2 separate regions of the Mus musculus genome follow, and region 2 is linked to region 1. Evidence: chromatin contacts called from public promoter capture Hi-C data. All regions are on one chromosome and are shown on one strand. Each heading gives the region's core, a stretch centred on a gene start, on an enhancer-like site or on the middle of the called end of the contact. The rest is flanking DNA. Distances are from core to core; before and after follow the strand shown. Region 1 holds the start of Sccpdh (saccharopine dehydrogenase (putative)). Region 2 holds the start of Capn8 (calpain 8).

What was found. Promoter capture Hi-C pulls out the DNA fragments that hold promoters and counts their contacts.
Region 2: a promoter capture Hi-C map of liver shows a contact between it and region 1, with 2.2 times the contacts expected there. The contact joins the promoter of Capn8 here to the promoter of Sccpdh in region 1.

Annotation. Positions count from the first base shown.
Region 1 is chr1:179,663,251-179,670,672 of GRCm38.p6, reverse strand. Sccpdh (saccharopine dehydrogenase (putative)) reads right to left here and starts at 2,442. Exons shown (of 12, transcript NM_178653.3): 1 at 2,128-2,442; 2 at 1-90. The coding sequence starts at 2,317.
Region 2 is chr1:182,563,241-182,570,642 of GRCm38.p6, reverse strand. It overlaps Capn8 (calpain 8), which reads right to left and starts at 5,636. Exons shown (of 21, transcript NM_130890.2): 1 at 5,346-5,636. The coding sequence starts at 5,582. It overlaps Gm46248 (a long non-coding RNA gene), which reads right to left. Exons shown (of 4, transcript XR_001779884.1): 3 at 6,590-6,719; 4 at 6,162-6,495.

The DNA.
Region 1 (7,422 bases), core at 1,193-3,692:
GCTTTGCCTGTTTAGCCATTTCATCAAGTGAGGCTGGATTACTGATATCACAGATTATGACTCCAACTTCAGATGATAGTGATGGTCTTCCTAACGTTAAAAAACAGAATCACGTCATTCAAGTCCAAGTCAACGTGAGACCTCCTAGATCACCTGCCTATAGTGGTCAGTGATGGCAACCTTACACTGAAGACTTTCAACCATGAAACCTTTATAATCTGTTAATATGCTGAGTAGATGCCTGTTCTGACTTCCTTTCCATCAAGATGTCTCTATTACAAAAACAGCTCCTAAACAACTATATCTGACCCAATTATAGAGAGGAGGCCGAGGCCGTCAGCACTCGGCACCATGAGAATTAAAGAGGACTTGGAGGCCAATGCACTTTTTAGTAGTTTTAAAGAATTATTTTACTAAATTGTGTGTGTGCACATACGCACGTCAGTGCAGGTGCCCAAGGAGACCAGAGGTAGCAGATATTCCCTCAAGCTGGAGTTCCATGGGGCTGTCAGTCACCCAATGCAGCTGCTGGGATCCTCAGCAAGAGCAGTACATGTTCTAACTGCTGGGACACCTCGCCAGACCCGTGATTTCATTTTTAAGTAGTCCAGCCTATATAAAATCATCCAAGCTTATAAGGAAATAACTGGAACTAATTGACCCAATAGAGCCATGCAAGTCTCCACTGATTAAGGCACTCTCTGCAAAGCTGCCTAATTTGGGCAATGTAGATGGTAAGGAATTAGGTTATAATTATACAGCAGTGGTTCTCTGCCTTCCTAGTGCTGTGACCCTTTAATCCAGTTCCTCATGTTGTAGTGACCCCAACCATAAAAATTATTTTCGTTACTAATGTATAGCTGTAATTTTGTTACTGTTGTCAATCATAATCTAAGCATCTGTGTTTTCCGATGATCTTAGACAACCCCTATGAAACAGTCATTCGACCTTCAAGGGGTCTGCAATCCACAGGTCTCTGAGAACCACTGCTATACTCTCACTGAGGGAAAATAAAAGGAACAATGTATTTTAATAATGGCCTGTTTTCCAGAAAACAATAAATGTCCAAAACTTCTCTGTCAAGGTTCTGTGTGTTAGCAATGGCAGCACAAAACAAAAGGCTGTGTTCCCTTGCCCTGACAAGGCTCAGTGTGGAACCATAAAACTGAATAGAAAGAATGAAGAACAAGTATGACTTGTCCTGGGTGGAGATTTAGTTGCCAAACTCCAAGGCTATGGGGTTCTAAGTCGGGTGCTTCCCCAAAGCAAAAAGGTTGGGTGTGTGTGTGTGTGTGTGTGTGTACACGCAAGAGCACCCACGTGTCCCTCCTCACTCCCATGTGTGCATCACAACACTTAGGACAAGGCCTAGCATGGAAAATACTACTCAATCAACATGTTGACTAGAAGCTGAAAGAATAAGTAAACATCCAAAACTTAAAAAGAAAAAAAAAATTCCCACATTTTTATTAAGAATAAGACGACTGGAGTGGAGGGTGGGGGTGCGAAGAGGCAAGGGCATCAGTATGTCCAGGTCAGCCCACACTGCCTCAAGCAATTAAAGTGAGAACTGCAGGCGGATTTCGACAAGCAAAAACACAAACTGAAAACCAGAAAAACACACACACACAAAAAAGCAAGCAGCTAGCGGGGTAACTCAGAAGCACGGTGTATATGCTTACCACGTTCAGAAGTGCTGAGCTAAATCCGTATCACCAAGCCACAAAAATAGGTGCACTATAATATTGCTAGTACAACTCAGCTTTCTTAATTGTCCCCAAGAGACAAACTACAATGGACCTCCAAGAAATCCGTGTCTTATTTCCCTTTCCCACAAGTACAAGAACCCTTCAAACCCATCAGAACAACAGAGATGGACAGAGGAGCCACTGAAGTTCTGAACTCTCTCTCGACAGTGGAGATCCCCAAATTGGGAGGGAGAGAAAAGCCTTTTCTTCTTTTTTTCCTTTAATTTAGGAGCGGAACAAGGCCCGGCCCGGCTCGGCCAGGCGAGGCGTCCGGTCCTCCCGCAGGGCTCGATGCAGGCGCACGCTAGGGAGACGCCCCTCGGCGACCTGCGCCCAGCCCGGCCCGGCCCTGCCCACCCCGGCGACCCCGCCGTGTTACCCAGTTTCTGGGCAGCCTTCTCCAGCACTTGCTGCAGCTTCTCCTTGGAGCGACCCGCCACGGCCCAGGGCAGGCGGGAGCTCTGCTCCGAGGCTATCTGCTCCCGGGCCACCTCCTCCGTCACGAACTGGCCGGTGAAGCCAGAGGCGCCGAACACCACCAGGTGGAAAGGCCTCTGCTCCGTCGCCATGACGAGTCCACAGCGAGCTGCAGCCCGGGGCGGGCTGAGTCCACCGCGCCTGCGCCTCAGGCCGGGACCCCAGTACCGGGCGCAGCAACCGCCGCTGTCCTGGCCGCCGTCGGCGCGGCTACAGCGCCCGGCTCCCTTCGGCCCACGCGCGGGCCACGCCCACAGCCACGCCCACGCCTCCTCGCGACCAAGCTGCTGCGCCGCATCCCGGGCCACCGGCCGGTGCCGCGCCGCCACATCCGGCTCGGGCTGCACGTCCGCTTCGGTGGCTGACAGGAGCGGCCGACGGCCCATTGCTGCCCGCCGCCCGGCTACCCGCATCAATCTGGCCACCCGAATCATCGCGTCCTCTTGGTTCCCCTGAAGCAGAACCAGGGCGGGCCGGTTCTTCCCGCTTCTCTGGGGGGATTGCGAAAAGAGACGGCCGGGGGGTCGCCCACGCCGAGAACTGGAGCTTGGAAGTCGGTGGCGGAGGAGAAGCTTATTAGCAATAAGGAACGCTGGTGACCCGAGCTGAGAGCATTGGACTGACTGTCTGTCATCCAGCCTTTCTGATGGTGTCAGAGACCATTGCTTTGGGCTAGGCTTCCTTTAAAAAAATTTTTTAAATTATTTTTAAGTTTGTTTATGCGTCTGTATGTCTTGTCTGTGCACACGCCCGTGCCACAGGAGCCAGGGGACAACTAGTCTAGGGATCAAATGTCAGGATCAGCAGTAAGCACTTGTGCCTACTGAGCTATTCTCGGAGCTGCTACAGACCAAACCTAATCGTGTTCGTTGAGACTTATTGTAGAAAGCAGAATGTCCATGGGGGTGGGTACAGCAGCTAGGCCAGGGTATTTAGATGACCACTATCCCATGAAGCCTCTCATTTGCCTTAGTGATTTTTTTTTTTTTTTTCTGTAAATATCACTTGACTTGAATTCCGTTCTGGATTTCTTAGACCCAGCTCTGGTTTTCAGGGCTGCCCAAATTGCTGATTATTGTTGAGCGTTGTTTGTTTGTTTGTTTTCCTTTGTCTTAAGCTTGCTTAAAGTTTTGTTGTTGCTTTTGTTTCCAGACAGCTTCTCTGTGGCCTCAGAATCTGGGTCCTCCAGTGTCAGTCTCCTGAGTCTTTGAATTACAAGCCTTCCACCCCACTTCCCACCCCACTCCTTTTCTTTTGTTTTTTTGAGACAGTGTTTCTCTTTGTTAACTCTGGTGGCTGTCCTGGGACTCTCTTGGTAGACTAGGCCAGCCTCCAGCTCAGATCCACCAGCCTCTGCCTCCTGAGCACTGGACCAGCTTCCCCTGCTGTTTTTTGTTGTTGTTGTTTTGTTTTGTTTTGTTTTTAATGCTCTAGTTGGTTTTCTCTCACGATCAAGAAATTCTTGGGGAATGAAGAGATGGCTCCACAGTTAAGCACACTAGATGCTCTTCCAGAGAACTCAGGTTCGATTCCTAGCACCCACAAGGCAACTTACAGCCTTCTGTAACTCCAGTTCCAGGGGATCTGGTACTCTCTTCTGGCTTCCTCTGGTACCGGGTACTTACATGATGCACAGAAGTACACACAGGCAAAACACACACACACAAAACCAAACAAAAAGAAAATATCTGATAAATTAACTTGCAAAGAAGAAGAAGTTTGCTTAGGTTTGCAGTTTGTGTATTTTCAGTCTTTAGTCAGATGTGCCTGTTGCTTTGGGTCTCTGGGCCTCTGGTAGTCTTTCTGGATGCCGGTGACTGGACTTCAAGGCAGAGAAAATTACTCTTATGTGCATTGGTGTGAGAGGATCAGGTGCTGGAGTTACAGACAGTTGTGAGCTGCCATGTGGGTGCTGGGAATTGAACCTGGGTCCTTTGGAAGAACAACCAGTAGCCCTTAACCACTGAGCCATCTCTCCAGCCCCCACAAACTACTCTTTTCATGGCCATGAAACAAAAGTAGAAGGGGCTGATGGCTCCTACATTCTCCCCTGTAGGCATCTCCCCAGTGATTTAAGGACTTCATATTAGCCCCCACCAAAGCTTCCACTACCTCTAAACTGCAGTTTCCCAGAACCTCAGGGTCCAGACCTAACACAAAGACTCCAACCCGCAAAAGAGATACTTCACACACCAAGGCTGAGGCCAGACTGTTTTGTGACACATGGTTATAATCCCAGCACTCGGGAACCAGAGGCAAGCAGATCTCTGTGAGCTTGAGGCCAGCCTGGTTTAGAGTGAGTTCCAGGACAGCCAGGGCTGTACAAGAAACCCTGTCCTGGGAATAAAGAAAAAAAAAGATTCTGAAAGTTCTACACATGCCTACTACGTGGGCCTGTAGTGGACATTCAACATCAAAGCTATAGTGTGCTATAGATATATTTTTGATTGTGAGCCTAGCCTTTAATGGCTGAGCCATCAAAGCTGGTTATTGTCTGACTGTAACAGAAAGTAAAAATAAAGGAAGACAAAGCTGGTAACATGGTTGGCACCACGCTGGTCCAAATGAAAACTGCAGGCACGTAGTGTCTGGGGAGATGTCTCCATCAGAAAAATCTTTCTAGCTCATGCTGGAGATATAAAACTCCTCCTGAATTTAATTTTGTAATTGTGTTATTTGTATCCATCTAGAAAGCCATTTAATGCCATCCAGCAAGCATTCTCAGGGAGCCTCCTGTGTGTTAGGCTCTGAAACAGGATCAATGAATCCATGGCTATGACAACTTCATTGCTATCCCTAATTTGGGACTGATGGCTTAATCGATGTGTATGTGGTAAATGAGGAGAGGAACTGATCTAACTCTAGGCAGAATAAGCAAGAGAAGACACTCGTCCCAGGATATAGTGTCGGTGGTGCCAAACAATGCTGAGGTCCCCTGTGTTATATGGTACTTGTTTTAATTCACTGAAAAAGAGAGTTCCAAGAAGAAGCCAGTACTGGCCTAGATTAGCAGGGTTTAGATATAGAAGAATTGAGAGAGTAATTGACGCAACTATTTTAAGTATTTTTTTTAAAAAAAGCACAATGAACAAAAAAATAATCACTTTTTAAGTAAAGTCAGTGATACTGAGCAGAGGCTCTCTGCCCAATGAGCATGAAAATCAATAATACAGGACCAGGTGTGCACAAAGAGCTACACGGTGTGCTCACCAGACTAGGGGAGAAATGTGTGCGGCCCCAGGAAAAGAGAAACAGACACCGGGCTGGTTAGTGTCCGATTGTAACAGGGAGTAAAGATAAAGGAAGACAAGGCTGGTAACATGGTTGGCACCAGCCAGCTGGTCCAGATGAAAACTGCAGGCATGTGGGGCCTGGGGAGATGTCCCCATCAGGAAAAGGCTTGCTGTGTCTAAGTCCCAACACCCACGTAAAAGCCAGGTTCGTACTGCTCTGGAGAAGTAGAGGCAGGAGGATGACTGGGGCCAGCCACTCTGGCTGAATCAGGGCGCTGCAGTTCAGTGAGAGACCCTGCCAAACACAACGACACAAAACAAAACAAAACAAAACAAAGAAAGCTTAAAAGAAAGAAATTGCTTTGAGTCTTAGAAGAGACTTGGCCTTGGGCTTTAGAACAAAGTCAAGACTGTGAGGCTGTGAAAGACAAGGGGCCTTTTGAAGTTGGACTAAATGCTTTTGTAGTAGGATGTGGCCATGAGCCTGTGGGGGTCAGGGCGTGGAATGTGGTGATTTTTCAGGAGAATGGTCCCATGGGCTCACATATTTGAATATTTGGTCCCTAGTTGGTGGCTATTGGGAGAAGATTAGGAAATGTGGCCTTGTTGGAGGAAGTATGTCACTGGAGGTGGGCTTTGAAGTTTTAAAAGACTTGTCATTTTGAGTCAGCTCTCTCTGTCTCTACTCATGGATCAAGATGTGAGCTCCACCTCCTCCTGCCACCGTAAACTTTGCTCCTGCTCCGCTGTTGTGGACTCTAACCCTCTGAACTATAGAGCCATTTAAATGCTTTCTTGGTCAGGGTGATTTTTTTTTTCAGGCAAAGAAATGTAACTAAGACATTTGTTTCCTGTTGCTGTGATAAATGCTTAAAGCTAAGAACTTTAAAATCAACAAAAGTTACTTAGCTCAATGCTGAAGACCAAAGGATCAAGTTGAGGCAGCCCTATTTGGTCTCTTGTCAAGTTTAGCCATCTGTTTACATCACAAGGAAACAGAAAGGAAAATGATGAGCTAGGAGTTTAACTTGGTGTTAGAGTGCTTGCTTAGCTGAAAATAGAGACAAAGAAAAAAGTGCAGAAGAAGAAAAAAGAAAAGGAAGAAGAAAGGTTGACTTTACTTTTTATCATCCCACACTCATGAAACTAACAAGGATTCCTCCTGAACCGCATCAGTGTGTTCAGCAGTAACGCCTGAGACTCTAATCCTACCAGCTCTGCTTTTTAATGTTTCACCACCTTTCTTATCACCGCTTTTAGACCCAGCTCCAACACACGAACTCTTGGGAAACTTGCTCAAAGTACAGCCATGCCATACATAACGCACACACTGTCTGGGTCTGCTTCATTTGAATTCAGGACATATATTGGCACCAAAAGCTTAAAATATACTTGCATCTCAAATATGACAGTTATTTTGGTTGTTGATATCTGGATGATATTAAAACGGAAAATATTCTAATAACATGCTGTGCTGGCTGGTTTTATGTCAGCTTGACACAAACAAGTTATTTTGAAAGAGGGAAACTCGGTTGAGAAAATGTTCCTACGAGATTAGCCTATAGTGCATTTTCTTGACTGATGGCCCAGCTCTCTGTGAGAGGTGCTATCTATCCCTGGGCTGGTGGTCCTGGATTCTGCTTAGAAGACAGGCTGAGAAAGTCATGAGGAGCACCCAATAAAGCAGTCCTCTTGCCTATGCATCCGCTCCTGCCTCCAGGTTCCTGCTCTGCTTGAGTTCCTGCCCTGACTTCCCTACCTGATGAACTGTAGGGACAAGTGAAATAAACTCTTTGCTCCCCTTATGGTCATGGTGTTTTATCTCAGTAATAGAAACTCTAAGACTCACGCTTGTTTTTATCATGTGTCGACTTGAGCTAATTACCCACGCACACCTAGCCGTCAGACACACTATTTCTGCAGTTACCATCTGCTGGCTCTACATGAGAGTTACCACACTCCAT
Region 2 (7,402 bases), core at 4,387-6,886, 2.9 Mb before region 1:
CCTAACACCTCATTCTCCCACCCAAGTGTTACTTTTTATTTACATTTTTTTACTGAGAAAGTAACTGTTACTGATGGACAAAATTCCAACAAGACGTAATAAAACGCCTTACGATTTCTAACACATCCTTCCAAAAACTGTCTTTAATATAATAGCACATTTTCATGTGTGTCTGTGTATGTCTTAGTCAACTTTTCTATTACTATAACGATATAGCCGGGGTAATCAACTTACAAAGAAGAAAGTTGTCAGGCAAGTCTCAGCACTTGGAAGAATGAAGCAAGACCATTATTTTGTGGCTTTATTAAAGACTCTATTTAGAGGAGAGGGATAGGAAAGAGAGGGGAGAAGGAAAGAGCAGGTAGGAAGAGGAGAAGGTAGAGGAGGAGAAAGAGGAAGGAAAATCTCCTTTGGGCTCACATCTTTGGAGGTTCAGTCCATGATCCTTTCGATTGCCTGGGGTTCTGTGGTGAGGCAGATGGCATGAATAAGACTGTGTGGTAAACAAGGCCTGATCACCTCATGACTTCAAGGAGGAGAAAAAGAGGGAGAGAGAAGAGCCAGGGTCCTAACTGCCCCTTCAGAGAAACACTCTCAATGATTGTGAGACACACTGTCTAACTGTCCTACGGCATGTCCCCATCATTCTAAGATAGGCCCTCTGGAAAGACAAGTGCAAACTATAGCACTAGCACTCACCCCCCACTGTGTGTGTGTGTGTGCTCTCGAGTGCATTTGAGTCTGTGTGATCACAGGCACCTTTACATCTTTTATTAGAACAAAGAGAATTTTACAGTTGCATTAAAAGTACCATGAATCACTCAGCCAGCCTTCCAGTGAGGGAGATTTAATTTCTGCTCTATTTTGTTTCAATCTTTGGCAGTCTCTGGTGGCAAATGAAAGAAGGGTGTGATGGGTCAGAGAGATGGCTCAGCGGGTACAGGTAACTGCCACCAAGCCTGACAGACAACCTGAGTTTAATTCCTGAGGACTCATTTGGGGGAAGAGGAGAACCTCCCTCTGTTTTCACACATGATAGTACATTGGTACACACACACACACACACACACACACACACACACACCCCACATACATACATACAATACACACACCACACACTATACAACATAATACATATACAACATACATATACACCACATATACACAACACACAGCATGTGTGGACATTGGTACACACACACACATACACCCCACATACATACAATACATACACAACTATACAACATAATACACATACAACAGAACACACACATATACCCACCACATACAGCACATACATATAACACACATACACACACCACACCACACACAAAACACATCACAACACACATACAACACATACCACAACACACAGCACATACCACAACACGCACATACACATATGCATACTATACACAGAACACACACATACATACACACCACATACAGTACATACATATAACACACACCACAACATACATAATACATAGCACAACACACACTACCTACCACAGCACACACACATATACTTACACACACCACACACAGCATGCTCATACACACCACACCACACACATACCACACTCATTCATACACAGCACACACACACAACACATACACAACACACACACACACACACACACACACACACACTCCATTAAATATAAAAGCCATAGCTACAGTGCTGCTCTCAGGTGCTCATGAGCTCCCATCCTCTGGACCATTATTTCCTGACAACTAAAAGGTGGGGGAGTTTGAAAAGGCTAGCTAAAAAGTAGCAGATTGGAAAATTTTTTAATTTAAATGTCGCTTGTATAAAGAAGGAAGTAACTTCGAGACAGAAGGAAGAAAGCACATTGAATGGGGTTTTGAACGAGTCTCCTTCCTTAAACAATTCTGTTTTTTAAAAATCCCCCCCTACTGTTATTCTGCTAAATGGACATAGTACCAAACTGCTCTAAATGTGTATGTCTGTACCACCAATCTTACAGCAAGTGGTGGTTCAGAATGCAGAAACTGAGTGTCACTCAAGTGCTCAGCCACAAATGGAACAACCGTGTCCCACGTCCTCCCCTCAAGACTCTGGGGCCATCTCAGAAGAGGGGTCAGAGGACTGTATGAGCCAGAGGTTGGGATGAACAGAGCAAAGCAATGTCTTCTAGACAGGGTCAGACCCTCAGGGACTCATGAAGTAGGGACAGGGTGGGAAGGTGGAGGGGTGGGGTCTGGAAGAAGTTGGAAGGGTTGGGGTGAATATGATCAACAGCCATTCAAGCATATCTAAAAATCTTTAATAATTAATAAAAATATTTTAATTCATTCATCCATCAGTCCCATGAAATCTACCTTCTTCACAACTCCTTAAAACTGATCTCCTATGTCACCAGTAGCCCCAGACTGAGCATCTTCTAACCCATCTCACTGGGGGCTCCTTAACATTTGCTGCCGTTGGCTTGCTCTCCCTCAAAAAGCCTTCCTCTGTGGTGTGTGTCTTCTTAGCTCTTGAGTTTCATGTCTCTCAATACGCTGTCTCGGTCTCCCCTGCAGACTCATGTTTTCTCACTCTAGGAACCCAGGGACCCTGGGCTTGGTCCTCAACCTCTGTTCTGGTTCCATTTCATACATCATTTCACGTCCCTTGTATCCTCATGAGCAAGGTATTGGGGAAATCAATCAAACTCAACTAATAACCATAGATGATGCTGTTGCTTCCAAAGTGGCTCTCTGCCCTGTCTGCTCAATTCCATCACACCGTTCACGTGACAGAAGCTAAAGACACTCATATTCAATGTCTACTAAGCTCTGCTACAATCTTAGGTTTGAGTAAGAAGAGAGAATGCTGGCAAAACCATTCAGGAAAAAAAAAAAAGCCATGACCCGGATGTTACATGGACCCTACAAGAGTCACAGAAAGTCCCCAGTCCCACAACCCACAGGGAGATAAGACCTGGTCCACTGAATGCTTCTAGGCTTCGCCTGTTGCCCACCATGTCTTATCTGCTCTAAGGACCCTGGACCACTGCCCTCTCTGAACATCTTGCTTGCACGCCCTTCCATAGCCCAGCACCTTCGCTCTCACCCATGCCCTCTTTCTCCACCAATTCTGACTCAGCTCTCTTCCCTAATTTTCCTGTCTAATTGCACAGTGGAGCTTCAGTGATTCCTCGCTGAGCTCCCGTGCATTTTATCCATTTAATGGGTACTCTCTGGACATTCTGTCATGGAATGCCAGCTAGAGACAACTCGTTTTCTTAGGTTATACATATTCTTTCATCCAGACTCACTTGGAGCCCAAGGAAGTGGGTAAGACTGCGATTCTCACTTCATGGATGAGGAAACCGGTTCTCAGAGAGAGTTGGTAACCTACCCGCAGTCACTCGGCTAGTGGATGATAGATGAGGGACCAGAACCCTGACCACTGTGAAACATCCAAGCCCACGTTCTTCTCCACCACAGTATCACTCAGCGTCTGCCTATTCTTTGTCCCCTCCTTAACTAGCTAAAGCTCCCCAAGACACCTCCCTGCACAGGAGAATCATGGCTGAATTGGAAACCCTAAGGCTACTAATCCAAGAGGTAGCAGTTAGAGAAAGAATGGATGCTCCAAACTGAGCCTACTGCATTCCATTCAGTAACTTTCCAACAATTCGACCCCTCCATGTGTCTCTTAACCGGGGTCCTTATTATGTGCTTGGTGTGGCTTCGCTCTTGACTAAGTATTTCTCCTTAAGATCAATATGCTGCTCAATTGCCAAGTCGAGGGAAAGGATACTTCTGGCAGAAGAAAAAAAATATTGACCAGGCTGCGCTAAGTCCATTTACACGGGGCATTACATACATCACAGGAGCTTGGGATAGATGCTGAGCCCACACGGTGAGACAAGGAGCTAAGAGCACTGGAGATCAGCGCAACCAGCTGCTGTCTCTGGGGTAGAGTTGCCGCATTTCACCCATGTAAACAGAAAAACCCTAAGGGATTTCAACCTCCCAACAGAGCGTTCATCTTGAGAATCCAAGTGTGATCTGGCAACCTTCACGTAGACAAATGTGTCTTCCGTTCCTTGAGACAAGAGCCTAGGTAGACCTTCTACTTAGAAGCATAAGAACAAGCAGAAGCAGTCATACTCCCCCCGGGTGTAGATCCAAAAGAATCACAGTCAGCTACAATAGTGACACTTGTGCACCCATGTTTATTGTAGCTCTACTGACAATAGCCATGGTATGGAGTCAACCGGGTACCTATCCACAGATGAATAAATAAAAAAATATATAGTTATGTGGGGCTATATGTGTGTGTGCAGTATTGTTCACTATAAAGAAGAAAATCATGTCATTTATAGGAAAATGGACAGAAGCAAAAAAAAAAAATCACCATTTTACCTGAAGTGAACCCAATTCACAGAGATAAATATCACATATTTTCTCTTGTATGTGTGTAAAAATAAAGGGCTATCAGGATGCAGAAGAGCAAATGAAGCAAACACCTTAATGTCCAGGATTATTAGATGCAATATATATATATACACACACACACACACACACACACACACATATATATATATATATATATATATATATACACATATATGCTCCCAAAGTAAAGAAAGGGTTATCCTCAAAAGTGCAAAGTCAAACAAAAAAGCAAGCAGAACCATTGAGAAATGAGCAAAGGTTTTAAACAGTTGTCCCTCTAGAGGATGCACCCATGATATAGAAAGCACAGCATCCATTATCATCAGGGACATGTACATCAAGACCACAGTGTGACCACACCCACCAACTTTAGGATGGCCTCCACCTCTCTCTTCTCTCCAGCCTTGGTGGAACCTTCTATGACCTTCAGTAACCCATGTCCCTCAGCAGCGATGCTATCACAGTTTGCCCCTAGCTGACTGTGTCTAACCTTGGTTTGTTCCCCTGTGTGCTGGCCCGGGGGCACTGTGCAGTGCTAAGTACCCTGTGTTCTGTGTCTCTTACACGCAGGACAATTACACCCTGAGATTTATTTCTCATTCTCCTAACCACACTGAAATACAATGGTTCCAGCCGCACTATTTTTAGGGTGGAAAAACTGAAGCTCAGAGAGCTGTCGCTCAAGGCCACATCAGCAGAGCCAAGGCCACATCAGCAGAGCCACTCATGAGGTCTGACTTGTCCAGCTCTAAAGCTTGTGTGTGTTCTTCCTTAGAAATAATGTTAGGAAGTAAGGCGGATATCAGAACTATAGGATCTGAAAACAGAACCCTGCACTGTTACTTACTTCAACTCTTGACCTGATGTGACAACTCTGTACCCTGTGTGACACTCAATTGTGCCTTGCCATGGTCACTTCCCTATTGCCTTACCGTGGGTCGCTTCCATATGATGCCTTGAGTTTCTGCAGAGCCTGGTCCAAGATCCCTGTAGCCCAAAGCTGACGGACATGCCGGGAATTCCGGGTCTTTAAATAGGACCCCTGAGTTCAAGCATTGCTTTCTCAGGGTCTCGAAGTCCTGGCCCAGATACTTCACAGCATTCTGGTTAGAGCCAAGGCCCTGAGCAGCTGCACGTTGCTTGGATATTCCAGCTGCCAGGGCTGCCATGGCCTGCCTGTGCGTCCTGTAGGTGACAGGAAAGCAGGGCTTCTGTGTCCTCTCAGACATCTGCCCTATGGGGATGCTGCCCTTTAAGGCAGCTCCCAAGGAGGTGTGGCCTGTAAACTTTGCACCTGAGGGAGGCCCTGTTCCAAAGGGACATGAGTCATAAACAGAGTCAAATATGTATCCAAGGTGCAGGCAACTCTGCCCCACCTTCTCCTGCTGTTCACTATTTGGACACCACAATGGAGGCTATCAGGAGTCTCCAAGTTGGATAGGCTGGGGTGATTTCTCCTCCAGAGACTCTGTAAGGAGAGGCCCTGCTCATGCCTTGGTTTTAGTCCAGTGGAAATGACTTAGGTCTGTGGGTGCCCAGAACAGAAAGAGACTAACCCTCTGCTCTTTCATTTTTACCGAGCATGGTGCCTTGCCTGCATGTACACCTGTGCACTACATAAGTGATCTGTCCTTGGAGGCCAGAAGAGGGCACCAGAGTCCCCAGAACTGGAGTTCCAGACAACTGTTAGCTTCCATGTGGGTGTTAGGAGTCCAACGCAGATCTTTGCAAGAACAGCCAGTGCTCTCTCAAACCCTAAGCCATTGCTCCATCTCCAACTTCTGCTCTTTTCAGTCACTTGTGTTCGTTTGTTACAGAAGACACAGGCAGCCAGTACAGTGTGACAAGAATTCTCTGAACTACTTACCCACAACACAGTCTCCCTAGTAACCTGCATTAATCGCCACCATCTCAAAGAGTGTTCTGGGGGCTGGCTGTAAGATGCCTCAGTGGATACGAGGGCTTGCCGCACAAGCAGGACAATCTACATTCAGAGGTAGAGACCAGAGAATAAGGAGTCTGAGGTCACTGTGGGCTAAATGGTGAGTTCAAATCCAACCTGGGTTACGTGAGACCCTGTCTCTAAAATGAAATAAAACAGAATATAAAATAATCATGATTCAGCAGTTCTGAGCTAAGTCTCTAGGACCCATATCAGAGTCTTTAGACCATTCACCTGCAGATGATTCTAAAGCGGGTTCACACTGGTCTCTGAACCAGACAGCCTCTGAGGCTGCCGGTCTTCCCGCTGAGGGTCATCCACGTGTTCAGCCCTGAGCTTGGTGCTTCTGAGAGAGCATGTTTACCTGCCAGACATGAAACAGACAAAAGCAGGGTTTCCCGTGATTCACCAGAAATACAAGGTCAGCATGACCTTCCAGGACAGGAGGCAGTTATACGAAAGCTTTGGCTCCTCCGTGCCTCAGGAGCCCCCATTACTCCCTCAACGCCTCTATTTGCGTTAACACTCGCTCAGTGTTGGGCTCACTGAGGGTTCACAGCTAAGTTTCCACCCTGCACAAGGCTGACCTACCCTTCCTCTAAACCAGAACCCCAGCTCCACCCCATCCCCTGACGTTGCCTGGAACACTGAAGATCCTAGAAGCCTTGAAGCCCTAATTTGGGTGGAGGAGGCATTTTTATTCCTGACCCTATTGCCTAGTTAACTGAGATTCGTGCTGAGTCACAGGAACCAGTGGTTGCTCTGAACACAGTTTTCTGGCCATCCCCAGCAAGCTAAGAGGAACGCCGGGCTTCTGCGTGGCTAGTGGGAGCCGGAGCACACCCGTCCTGCTGACTTTGCCACCTGTTCCCGTGTCTCTCCTTCCTCCATGGAGCATTGATTTCTGTTTAGGGGATGTCGTGTTTGTCCCACTTCAGGGCTTTGCAGGCGCTGTTCCTGCCAAACTGCAATACTCTTCTGCTCTGCTCTCTGATCATCCTTCAGACCTGTGCCCCGGAAGTTTTTCCCCAAGGCCACCCCTCAAAT